Regions from separate parts of the Mus musculus genome. Here region 1 is linked to region 2. Evidence: chromatin contacts called from public HiChIP or PLAC-seq data. All regions are on one chromosome and are shown on one strand. Each heading gives the region's core, a stretch centred on a gene start, on an enhancer-like site or on the middle of the called end of the contact. The rest is flanking DNA. Distances are from core to core; before and after follow the strand shown.

Region 1 (2,869 bases), core at 316-2,815, 73 kb after region 2:
ATCGATAGTGGAAGTCTTCAATTCCCAACTCTCCCCAATAGACGACATCTAGACAAAAGCTAGACGTAGAAGTAATGGAGCCGACAGTTATCTATAGAACGGCTCACCCAAACACAAAAGAATATATCTTTTCTCGGTTCCTCATGGAACATTCTCCAGAATTGTCCACAGACTCCGTCAGAAAGCAAGTCTCAACAGATTCAAGACAATGGAAATGACGCCTTGCATCCTATCAGAGGACTTAAGCTGGACTTCGATAACAACAGAAAGCCTACAAATTCATAGAAACTGAACAACCCTATACTGAGTGACTACTGGGTCAAGGCAGAAATGAAGCAATGGAAGATTTCCTAGAACTCAATGAGAATCAAGGACAACATTCACAGACTTATGGGAGACGATGAAAGCAGTGCTAAGAGGAAAGCTCATAGCACTAAGAGCCTTCATAAAGAAACTGGAAAGGTCCCACACTAGTAACTTAATAGCACACCTGAAAGTTCTAGAACAAAAAGAAGCAAACACACCCAAGAGAAGTAGAGGGCAGGAAATGTTCAAACTATTCCTAAGGATAGTCCCCATATTCAGCAGTAATTGGCCAACACAAAAAACGAACTCAGTGGCTCTTTGGAGGCTCTTTGTCTCATAATGTTTTGTCAGGTGTGTGCCACCACCGCCCGGCAGACAATTTTTTTTTAACCTGACAGATCTTTTGTGTATCTATTATGGCTTCTGGTTATGAGTTTTTATGGGGCTCCTGTGTGTGCAGTGCACATGTGCTTTGCTCCGTATGCGTTTCTGACGCTTTTTTTGTTTTCTTTTTTTCTTTCTGTTGGTTTTGTCTGAAGCCAGTTTTGTTTTATCTTGTTTTATTATTGTTTTGATGCCTGTTTGTTTTCTAAGGAGAGGCAGAAAAGGTGTGTTATTTGGAAGAGAAGGGACAAGTGGGGAGGATCTCAGAAATATATAGTCAGAATAAATTGTATGAAAAAAAATCTACTTAATAAAAGAAAAACAGGAAGCTGGAGAGATGGCTTGGTGGTTAAGAGCACTGACTGCTCTTCTGAAGATCCTGAGTTCAAATCCCAGCAACCACATGGTGGCTCACAACCATCTGTAATGAGATCTGACGCCCACTTCAGGTGTGTCTGAAGACAGCTACAGTGTACTTACATATAATAATAAATAAACCTTTAAAAAATACACAAAAACAAAAGAAAAACAGAGGGGAAAAAAAGCAAAAACAAACAGAACCAAACGTGGAGTGCTGCTAAGCAAAAGTTTCCAGGAAGCTTTGTCTTTTTCTCTTTCTGCCAATCTACAGGCATCCTGCTGGGAGACTCCCTCAGAGACTGAACCTTTCCTGTGGCTTGGCCAGGTGCCTGAGTGCCTCATGCTTGCTTGTTAGTTACTTATTTGGGGGCACACGGATGTGGAGGTCAGAGGACAACTTCTGGGAGTTGGTTTTCTTCTACCATGTAGGTTCCAGGGATCAGACTCAGGTCTTCAGGTTTGGTGACAGTCACCTTTTGCCTGCTGAGCCATCCTGTTACCCCACAGTGGTGGTGGCACACTTCTATGATCAACACTTATGTGGTACAATAGGCAAGATTCTGAGCATAGCTTCTAGCCCAGGTCCTAACCTCTAACAACTGCGACTGTACTGCCTTTCATGACAAAGGACAATTAAGTTTGCAGAGGGAATTAAAGACCTGGAGATAAGAAGATCCTTCCGGCCTACCCAGATAAGCATATGTAGACATGGCATACTTATAGTCCAGAGGCCCTTACAAGTGGGGAGTGAGGCCGAGTAGGAAACTGGGATAGCACTGTGAGAAAAACTCCAGTCTCTGGCTGGAAGGCAGAAGCGAACCAGAGCTAAGTGGTGCAGCCAGGTTCCTGAAGCAGGACAAGACCAGCAAACATACTGTCACCAGAAGGAACGCAGCTCTGCCAAAACTCCCATGGTAGACCTTGATTTTAGTGAAGTTTCTTTTGCACTCTGACATTTCACAGCCTTATTAGTGGTTTGTTTGGGAGTTTTGTCTTTTGGGGCTTTGTTTTGTTTGTTGGTTTGTCTAGGTTGTTTTATTTTAAGACAAGGTCTCACTGTGTAGTCCTGGCTGGCTTGGAACTTGTTATATAGTTCAGCCTGGTCTTGAAGTTACAGAGATGCACCTGTCTCTACATCCCAAGTGCTGGGATTAAATGTGTGCGCCACCGCACCAGGCTTGTTTTGTTTTAAAACAGAGTCCTATCAGTCCTGGCTGGCCTGAGACTCAAGGCGTAGGTGACTACGACCTTGACTTTTGGATTCTCCACTTTCAACCTCTACAGTGCTGGGATTACAGGCAGGTACCACTACCCAGAGCCAGAGATCAACCCAGGGCAAGCAGATTGAGCTATGCCCCAGTTCTAAGCTTCGAGGGATCCAGCACAGCAGGGGGAAAGGGAAACACATAGCTCTCTAAATTCTGTGCAGCTCAAATTCTTTTAAATTCCCATTTTACTGAAGCTAGTTTGTGTAGGGTTTTGTTCTTCAGCAACTCGATTTACAAATATTGCAGAGTCATTAAACAGTGCTTCTTTTCAGAGGGGGCGAAAACAGATCTTCAGAAATAAAACAAATCTATTGACCTCTACCTAATTCTTTTTAGTGGTTCTTCGCTCAGCCTGAAGGCAGCTGGGTGTTGCTGAGAGACCTCTGTGACCCCAGGCCCCACCTTTTAGTACTTTTCAAAGATCTCCCTCAGACTTCTAAACCGTTCATTCAAAACTTTGTTCTCCTTTAAAAAAAAAAAAAAAAAAAAGACAACTCTGTAGCAAATTTACTTCCTGTTACTCAACTGGCAGAAAGCAGAAGTCAGACATT
Region 2 (2,829 bases), core at 294-2,793:
CAGAGTAAATAAAAAATAAGCAAAAAATGTAATAAAAATTTTCAGAATACTCACTCCTTTCTGCTCCTAAAGCGACCACCTTTTTAAAAACAAAATAACCTACGGGTAAGAGAACTGCTGTATCCTTTGTCCCTCTTCCATTTCTCGGCTATTACACACCTTCACATTTCTGAAGCACGGCACCAACATTTATTAGTCCTCACAACATCCCTGTGAGGTAGGTCAACATGTCCTTTATAGCAGAGAATGGAGAAGCCAGAAGAGGCTCTTGCCCATACCGGATTGAGGCTTCAAGAGCAGCTGGTGAGGGTGGGAGGGAATCCAGAAGCAAGGGCCCTTGGTCCTGCACTCACCCACTGGGACACGAGTGGGTGTATTTCTACCAATTAGGGTCACGCACACAAAGGACAAAAAATGTCTGGGCCGATAACAGAAAAACCAACGTTGGAACGGCACCGGCAAACATGTCAAGAGAGCAAGCACACTAACCAGCAGAGGGAGGAGGCTGGGTCTGGGTCTTGGGTAGACCCTGACCCAGAATCATCAGGGTGGTTTGTAGAAATGTAAACAAACTAGGAACTCGTTCCAGGGTGACCAGCCGAACTCCCTGTGGTTTCCAAATAGGAGAGGAGTAAGAAATATATGAGAAGTCCATCATCCAAGTCCAGTTTACACTGGGGGCACAGGAAGCAGTCTGGGCCAGTCAGAAAGACCAGGCGTGGGTGACACAGACCCAGGGACTCTTCATCTGTCTGCACCCCACCTTTCGTCCTGGGGACCACCCCCTCCCTCCTCCTAGCAGATAGCTTTTCCTCTACACCACTCACTAGACAGCCATGGTAGCCACCAAATGGCTCGGCTGACGAATGTCTCCCGGTTATCTGCTGAGATAGGCAGGGAATCCAGGGAATTGTAGACGGGGATCTAGGGAACCATGATACTCCTGCATTTTGAATCAGTGCACCCAGAAGGTCACTCTACGTGAGGTAAAGCATTCAGTGAACCTGGTTTGGCCATTTCAAACAAAGGGGGCCGGGGGGTGGGGGAGGGAGGAAAGAAAGAAAAAAAAAAGATAAAGAAAAGACCTTCACTGTAAAGCATAATGCCGGAGTAGATTTATTATCGCTACCCTGAATTCCAGAGCCATACAAGGAGCATGGAGTCAAAACGCCACTGCTGTCTCTGGGCGTTTACAATATTGGTTTAGTCCACAAGTTTAAGGCAAACATACTAACGCATCTGCTTTTCTTCAGAGATCATACTTATAAAGCTTACATAAAGTCTGACCCGAAACTTCTACGTTCATTAATTCAAAGTAAGTCTCGTTAAGACGCTTTACACAGATACATGAAAGAACTAAGGGAACAGGATGCTTAAAAAATATTCAGAAAGGCAACCTTTATCTTGTGTGAACAGAGAGTACTTTGAGAATGTTAAAACAGGACAAGCGATTCTTAGGTAAATAAGGCCTGCAGCCACAGAACCGCCACATAGGAAATAAACACAGTAAGACAGGCTTCTCAAAGAAAAGAGAGGGTAGAACTTTGGGCTTCTTGGAAGGTGGAGTGCGAGGTGGCAGGCCGCTGCCCTGCAGCCGGTGAGCCCTGCTGCTCCACTGTCTCTCAGAAGAAGAGCTGATGCACTGTGCCCGCTGTCTCTGTTGTTCCCAGTGAGCTTAGATGCCGGAGGGAGGTCGTCAGGAAAACAAACTGGATTTGAAGGCAGCCCTTTTTGACAGAAGGCAGAGTGAAGCCTATGTGTCTCCATTTAAAACCGCAAGGCAGTTCTGAAGGAGCTGAAGGTTGCCCTGGTGAGGAGGAAACAGGCAGTCACCAGGTATGCCAGTCCTAACAGCTTCAAAGAGTTGTTTGTAAATATTGTTTTTATTACTATTTGATGTATTTGGGTGTTTTGCCTGCATGTTTGTCAGGAGCCACACACAAGCAAGCAAGAAAGCAAGCATAAAAGAAAAATTGTACTCTAATGTCACAATTCTGGAAACATCTCTATAACAGTTTAAAAACAAAGTACCAACCTGTTAAGTAAATAAGTTTCTACCTAGATGAGAATGGTTTAGATTGTTCTACTTAAAAAAATTCATTTGTAAAAAATATATTTTATTTCACATCTGAGACAAAGCTTTTATGGTATATACCAGGCTGGCCTTGCACTCATGATTCCCCTATCTCAGGCTCCAGAGTGCTGGGATGACAGATGTGAGCCACAAAGGCTGTTTTTTTGTTTTTGTTTTTTTCGATACAGGGTTTCTCTGTATAGCCCTGGCTGTCCTGGAACTCACTCTGTAGGCCAGGCTGGCCTCGAACTCAGAAATCCGCCTGCCTCTGCCTCCCAAGTGCTGGGATTAAAGGCATGTGCCATCAACGCCCAGCTGTAAAATAAGACTTTTGAGTCCAAGGTTAACTAGTGAATTTGATTTTTGATTGTGTAATAGTATTAAACTAAAATTAAAAAACAAAAAACAAAAAAACAACCCAGGCTGGAGAGATAGCTCAGCGGTTAAGAGCACTGACTGCTCTTCCGAAGGTCGTGAGTTCAAATCTCAGCAACCACATGGTGGCTCACAACCATCTGTAATGAGATCTGACGCCCTCTTCTGGTGAAAAAAAAAGTGGGATCTGGTGAGACACATTTTTTTTTCCTGGTTTTTTGAGACAGGATTTCTCTGTGTAGCCCTGGCTGTCCTGGAACTCACTCTGTAGACCAGGCTGGCCCCGAACTCAGAAATCGGCCTGTCTCTGCCTCCGCCTGGCAGTGAGACATATCTTTAATCCCAGCACTTGGGACATAGAGACAGGTAGATGGATCTAT

What was found. HiChIP or PLAC-seq counts read pairs in DNA pulled down with a chosen protein or histone mark.
Region 1: an H3K27ac HiChIP or PLAC-seq map of extraembryonic endoderm stem cells shows a contact between it and region 2. The contact joins two enhancer-like sites. A contact is called at or near these places in 3 of 15 datasets of contacts at CTCF or cohesin (CD8 T cells, the G1E-ER4 cell line and pro-B cells), 13 of 484 Hi-C or Micro-C datasets (the Ba/F3 cell line, the G1E-ER4 cell line, the HL-1 cell line and 3 more), 5 of 115 datasets of contacts at active chromatin or transcription factors (CD8 T cells, embryonic stem cells, extraembryonic endoderm stem cells and 2 more) and 3 of 9 other capture datasets (adipose tissue, liver and pancreatic islet).

What each region holds. Positions count from the first base shown.
Region 1 is chr12:54,818,001-54,820,869 of GRCm38.p6, forward strand. No RefSeq gene overlaps it. Among named protein-coding and RNA genes, the nearest start is that of Snx6, 24 kb to the left of the region's middle. Within about 2 kb of position 1,566, at least 70 of the 459 cell types and tissues checked have an H3K27ac peak or open chromatin away from gene starts, as enhancers often do. A contact at or near this core is called in extraembryonic endoderm stem cells, where this site is marked.
Region 2 is chr12:54,745,253-54,748,081 of GRCm38.p6, forward strand. It overlaps Snx6 (sorting nexin 6), which reads right to left. Exons shown (of 14, transcript NM_026998.3): 14 at 1,105-1,807. The coding sequence ends at 1,754. Among named protein-coding and RNA genes, the nearest start is that of Gm22317, 8.0 kb to the left of the region's middle. Within about 2 kb of position 1,544, at least 5 of the 459 cell types and tissues checked have an H3K27ac peak or open chromatin away from gene starts, as enhancers often do. A contact at or near this core is called in extraembryonic endoderm stem cells, where this site is marked.